Linked DNA regions of Sus scrofa: region 2 is linked to region 1. Evidence: chromatin contacts called from public HiChIP or PLAC-seq data. All regions are on one chromosome and are shown on one strand. Each heading gives the region's core, a stretch centred on a gene start, on an enhancer-like site or on the middle of the called end of the contact. The rest is flanking DNA. Distances are from core to core; before and after follow the strand shown.

Region 1 (2,700 bases), core at 100-2,599:
TTGAATCTTTACTGGGGGCGTTGGGGGCTCACCCATGGCTGCGAAGGTGTCCCGAAGGTCTTCCTTGTCAATAATGCCATCACGGTTCTGGTCAATTACTGTGAAGGCCTGTGGAGGGCAGGGAGAGGTTAGGTCCCGCATGGACAGGCTTCAGCATCCTTACTCCAGGCAGATCAGATTCCAAGACTCTGGCCCCCAGCCAGCCGTCCTCCTCAGACGCCAAGCAGGGCAGAGAGCAAGGAATTCTAAACCCTCCCCCTCCCCCTAAACAGGTGCACATTCCAGGGGGTGGGGGTTGGGGGGCGGGGGGCAGAGTAGCAGTGGGTGCCTTTGGTCAGCCTCCAGTCTCCCTTCTCCCCGCACTCACCTCCTTGAACTCCTGGATCTGAGTCTGATCGAACATGGAGAAGACGTTGGAGCTTCCTTCTGCCGCTGCCCTTCTCTTGGCCTTCTTGGGTGCCTGAGGGATGAGGATCGGACAAAGGAGTTTGTGGACAATCCTTACCCCTCTCTGGAGGCAATGGATTAGATTCAGCGTTCTCCGAGTCCACTCTTTTAAAGTAACTCTTCTGGCTCCAGGCATCCCCTTCCTACGACCTCTCTGCTGAGGGGAATTGCTTCAGTTGTAGCCTCAAATTCCTATTCATAGCCTTCCACTCTACCCAACAGGTGGGAGGTCCCTCCCCTTCTCGGTGCCCGGAGCCTGGCTCATCCAAGTCCTAGACTTGCTGTGTGACCCAGATTCACTCATCACCCTGTTTAAACCTCTAGTTTCTCATTTACGAAATGGGAGTGAAGGGAGTTCCCATTGTGGCTCAGCAGTAATGAACCTGACTAGTATCCATGAGGTCGAGGGTTTGATCCCTGGCCTTGCGTGGTGGGTTAAGGATCTGGCATTGCTGTGGCTGTGGTGTGGGCTGGCAGCTGCAGCTCCAATTTGACTCCTAGCCTGGGAACCTCCATATGCTGAAGGTATGGCCCTAAAAAGACAAAGAAAAAAAAAAAAAAAAGGAGCGGGTGTTCTTGCCTGGTTGATTGCAGGGGTTTTTCAGAAGACGGAGGGCAGGAAGGTATGGATCAAGCTTTGAGGGGCACTGGGCTCCTGAGAGTGGAGTGTCTGGGCAGATTATCCTTGGTTGGGTCCTTTAGGGCATCATTCTGTACCTTTCCCATTAGTGATACCAAGGGAGGGAAGATTCATCTTTTTTCCTCTTGCTGGACTGGGCACCAGCTCCTTTCAAAGGATAAGGTTCCTGAGGGATCTGGGCAGGGGCTGGGGGTTCTCACTCACCATGTCTTAAGTCTCCTGGGGGCAAGGCAGTGGCTCTGGCTGGAAAGGAGCAGAGAGTCAGCCTGGGGCGGTCCCTCTGGAGTTATATAGTCCTGCCCCAGGGAGCCCTTAACATACCAGGGTAACCTTAGCCCTGTGGGTGCCCACCCCAGATACCAAAATAGCCCAGCTCAGAGCCTCTCCTTTCTTGGAGGGCCGGCAGCAGCTGGAGCCCAGGGAGGGAGGGAGGAGAGAGTGAATCTTGGGATGCATGTCTCACTCGGACCTGGGCAGGAAGGGATGTTCTTTCTCCCAAAGGGGGGGGGGGGCTGGAAGGTGCCAGAGTTCAGAGAGGGCCCAGGCTGAGACAGACTACTAGGAGAGAGAGGAAACAGGCCCCTGTACCCCTGCCTGAGGTGGACTCACATGGAAACCCAGGACATTTTGCTGAACACCCAGAGCCTGCAAGGCATGGGTCTGTGCTTAACGGGTACGATTCGGCAAACACAGCCTCCCCCCACCCCCATCACAGAGTTCACAGTCAAGAGTATAATATGCGTGAGGCTAGTGACAGAGGTTCAAGGTGAGTGAGAGCTGTCTGGGGAAGCTGGGGATCAGAAGGTTCTTCTATATCCCCTTTTGGGGGGATTTTGTGAGGAAAGATTTGGGGCATAGAATCACTAGATATGGAGGCACTAGACAGGCTGGAGCAGAGAACCTGCTCTATGACCTTGGACTTGGTACTACAACTCCCTGGGCCTTGGTTTCCTCTTCTATGAAATGGGGGTGAAATTCCCATGCCAAAGAACTTGGGGATGTGAACACTATTTGGAAACAGTTAGTGAAGTTTCATCCTTGTAATTAATATCCAAGCCCTGCCTTGGTGGAAATTATAGTCTAGCCATGGAGACATCCCAACCCAGCTGGTCAGGAGGACAGAAGGATAGGGCATCACAGCCCTGTCTAGGAAATGACTTTATGAAGGCCAGTAGAAGCGAGTCAGGTGAAAGTGGGGAGGAGTTCCTGCTGTGCTGCAGTGGAAACAAACCTGACTCGTATCCATGAGGATGCGGGTTCCATCCCTGACCTCGCTCAGTGGGTTAAGGATCCGGTGTTGCCATGAGCTGTGGTGTAGGTCACAGATGCGGCTCGGATCCTGCGTTGCTGTGGCTGTGGTGTAGGCTGGTGGCTGCAGCTCCAGTTCTACCCCTAGCCTGGGAACTTCCACATGCTGGGTGTGGCCCTAAGAAGCAAAAAAAAAAAAAAGGTGCAGGTGAAGGTGGAGGAGCAGGCATGCTAAGCAGAGGGCATGGATGGGTAAAGGCCTGGAGAAGTGAAAGATCAGAAGTCTTTTGCTCAACAAAACTGTGATGGGGCCTGAGCAGAGGCAAGAGGAACTGGCTGGACACTAGACACTGGCGGGTCTTCAG
Region 2 (2,700 bases), core at 105-2,604, 610 kb after region 1:
TGCTTCTCCGAGGAAGCTGATACCCAGGCCAGCCGTTCAGCAACAACTTGTGGCTTTGCACCCAGCCCTGGGCCCCCACCCACCTGGCTGCCACATGCCAGCTCCCTGCCGTCCCTTTTCCCCACCGCTCCTCAGACTTCCCTCTGACCCTCGCGGCCCCGTCTCTCTGCCCCCTGCTCTGTCTGTCCTTATTTCCCCTAGACCTGTCCCCATCAATCTGCCTGCCGGCCATTCCTCTAGTCTGGAGCCTCTGCTTTACCCCCTCCCCCAGGGGCCCCTTGCCATGATGCCCCTTTCCTCCGGCCTCTGCCCACGGGGTGTGCCCAGCACCTGAGCATGCAGCGCTGGTCCTCGCTCGCTGTCTGCTAGCACAGCTACGCCACCTGGGGTCTGCCACGTAAACCCCGCATTTCAAAGACTGCCTGGGGTGGGATGAGGTGACCCTCATTCTGTGACTTAGGGTGACCCCTGCCCCCATTCGGAAACATTGATCCCTCCCCCTCTGCCATCAGCACATTCTGTAGGCTCTTGGATTACCCGGCTGTCTGGGTATCCCATTTTCTTGGTAGGGGGGGGATTCCCTGTCAGGGATGGGGGGGCCCAAAGGCTCCGTTCCCAGAGGCTGACTTAGAGCAATGGGGCGTGGGGGGGGGGTTGGGGGAGAGACAGGCCGTCCTGGCTTTGGTCACCAGGGCCTGGACACTAAATCCCTTGTTGATGGCTGCAGCAAGCCCTCCCTAGGGTAGGGTTACCATCTTCTGCCCTGTCCCCTGACCCTCTCCCCTCCTTCCTTCCCCTGGTCCCTCTAGAGCCACTTCCTCTCACCCCCAAAGGATGTTCTCCCTCTTTTCAAGTCCTGGAGGGTTGGAGTATCTCTGCTGCCTTTTCCACAAACTAAGGAAGGAGGAGACTGTGGCTGTAGGAACAGGTTCAGAGAGGATGAGGCAGCGGGGTGGGGGTGGGGGGTTGAAGGAGGGAGCGCAGGAAAATGAGAGATGAAGGCCTGAGAGGAGACGTGGCCTTAAGAAGGGGAGAGGGGGAGGTTGGAATAGGAAGTTCAGTGCAGCTGAAGAAGTCGAGGCAATTTCAGGAGGGCTCACCCCTGAAGACAGAAAGCGAAGTCTCTCCCTACCCCCCCCCTTCCCTGGGGCTGGGGCCACCTTAGCTTCCCTCATGAGTGACATCTCAGGCTGCAGCCCCACTGTTCCCCCTCTGTCAGCAGAAATATCTCTCTCTTCTGACCCCTCCTGCTGGAGTCTCAGCCAGCCAATCCCTGATCTGGGGGAGGGGGGAGCCTGCCCCCCCCACTCCCTCATAAGGACCAGCTGGGGGCTGGGGGGGGTGGCCGGCTGCTGCAAGTGGGACTGGGGTCAGAGCTTCGTGGAGGGAAGAATAAGCTGGGGGGGGTAGGAGAGAGAGAGGAAGAAACCCAGACGGACAGGCAGGTGGACACACTGAGGAAGGCCCCCCACGCGTGAGGAAACCCCCCCAGAAGGAACAGACCGCCCCCTGGCCCCCAGGAAGGGAGCACCATGGAGGCTGCACACTCCAAGACCACAGAAGAATGTTTGGCCTATTTTGGGGTGAGCGAGACCACAGGCCTCACCCCGGACCAAGTTAAGCGGCATCTGGAGAAATACGGCCACAATGGTAAGTGTCCCTTGCAGGAGAGGCCGGTCGTGCCCTCCCGCATCTGCACAACACACACATGGACTCACACTCACACACCAGGGCCTTGCGCTCCAGGGGATCCTAGGGAGGAGACAGGTCATGGACCAATGACTGCAGGGGAGGGGAGGATACTGAGAAAACAGGGTCCCTGAGACCCAGAGATTGGAGAAGTTCTATGGATAACCTTGGTGAACCTCAGCTGCCCTTTTGGTGGCCTGATTCTCTTACCTTAGCCACAAAGTCCTGGGTGCGGGCGGCATTGCACTGAATGCCAAATGAATGTGTCCTTTTCTTCTTTCTCTCTGGGCAGAGCTCCCTGCTGAGGAAGGTAAGTTCCACCTCTTCCCCTCTGTGCCCCACTCCCTTCTTCCTGCCCTCTCCTTCTGACTCCTGGGACAAATGTTCCTCCCCAAAGGTTAGAGCCTGGCCCGGGGCAGAAGTTTCCGGGCACTTTCTCCTTGAGGCATCCAGCCCTTGAACAACTGCCCACTCCTTGGAGGAGCCTGTTTTTGGACTCCTGGCCTGTTCCCTCAGCCCTTTTCTCAGCATCAAATGGCCTGCCCATCACCACAGACCCTTTCTGCTCCAGGCTGGATCCCAGCCTGCACCCAGAGTCCCAGCCGGTCATCTGTTAGACCTTAACCCCGAGGGCTCCCTCCCCTTGCTTCTTCCCCCAGGGAAGTCCCTGTGGGAGCTGGTGATAGAGCAGTTTGAAGACCTCCTAGTGCGGATCCTTCTCCTGGCCGCCTGCATTTCCTTTGTAAGTGTGGGAGGGCCTCTGGGGGCTGGCTGGGGCTGTGGGTTGGGGGGATCTGGAGAGTCTGCTGGCGACCGGCTCCAAATCATGGGTTCCTCTAGTCCGAGCCTTCAGCATCCTATTCTCCAGACCAGAACCGAGAGAGGTGGGGTGACGCTGATTTGCATATTCCTCTGTCCTCCCCCACACCCCACAGGCAGGTTTTATTTTAAGCTTTAGGGTGTTCTCAGCCAAAACATTGAAGCTAAGCCGCCCCCGGAGCTTCAAGGGCT

The links. HiChIP or PLAC-seq counts read pairs in DNA pulled down with a chosen protein or histone mark.
Region 2: a contact with region 1 is called in an H3K27ac HiChIP or PLAC-seq map of skeletal muscle, with 5 times the contacts expected there. The contact joins the promoter of ATP2A1 here to the promoter of MYLPF in region 1. A contact is called at or near these places in 2 of 2 datasets of contacts at active chromatin or transcription factors (alveolar macrophages and skeletal muscle).

The regions. Positions count from the first base shown.
Region 1 is chr3:17,939,722-17,942,421 of Sscrofa11.1, forward strand. It overlaps MYLPF (myosin light chain, phosphorylatable, fast skeletal muscle), which reads right to left and starts at 1,350. Exons shown (of 7, transcript NM_001006592.1): 1 at 1,292-1,350; 2 at 368-460; 3 at 33-108. The coding sequence starts at 1,294.
Region 2 is chr3:18,546,639-18,549,338 of Sscrofa11.1, forward strand. It overlaps ATP2A1 (ATPase sarcoplasmic/endoplasmic reticulum Ca2+ transporting 1), which reads left to right and starts at 1,355. Exons shown (of 23, transcript NM_001204393.1): 1 at 1,355-1,650; 2 at 1,982-1,999; 3 at 2,349-2,431. The coding sequence starts at 1,533.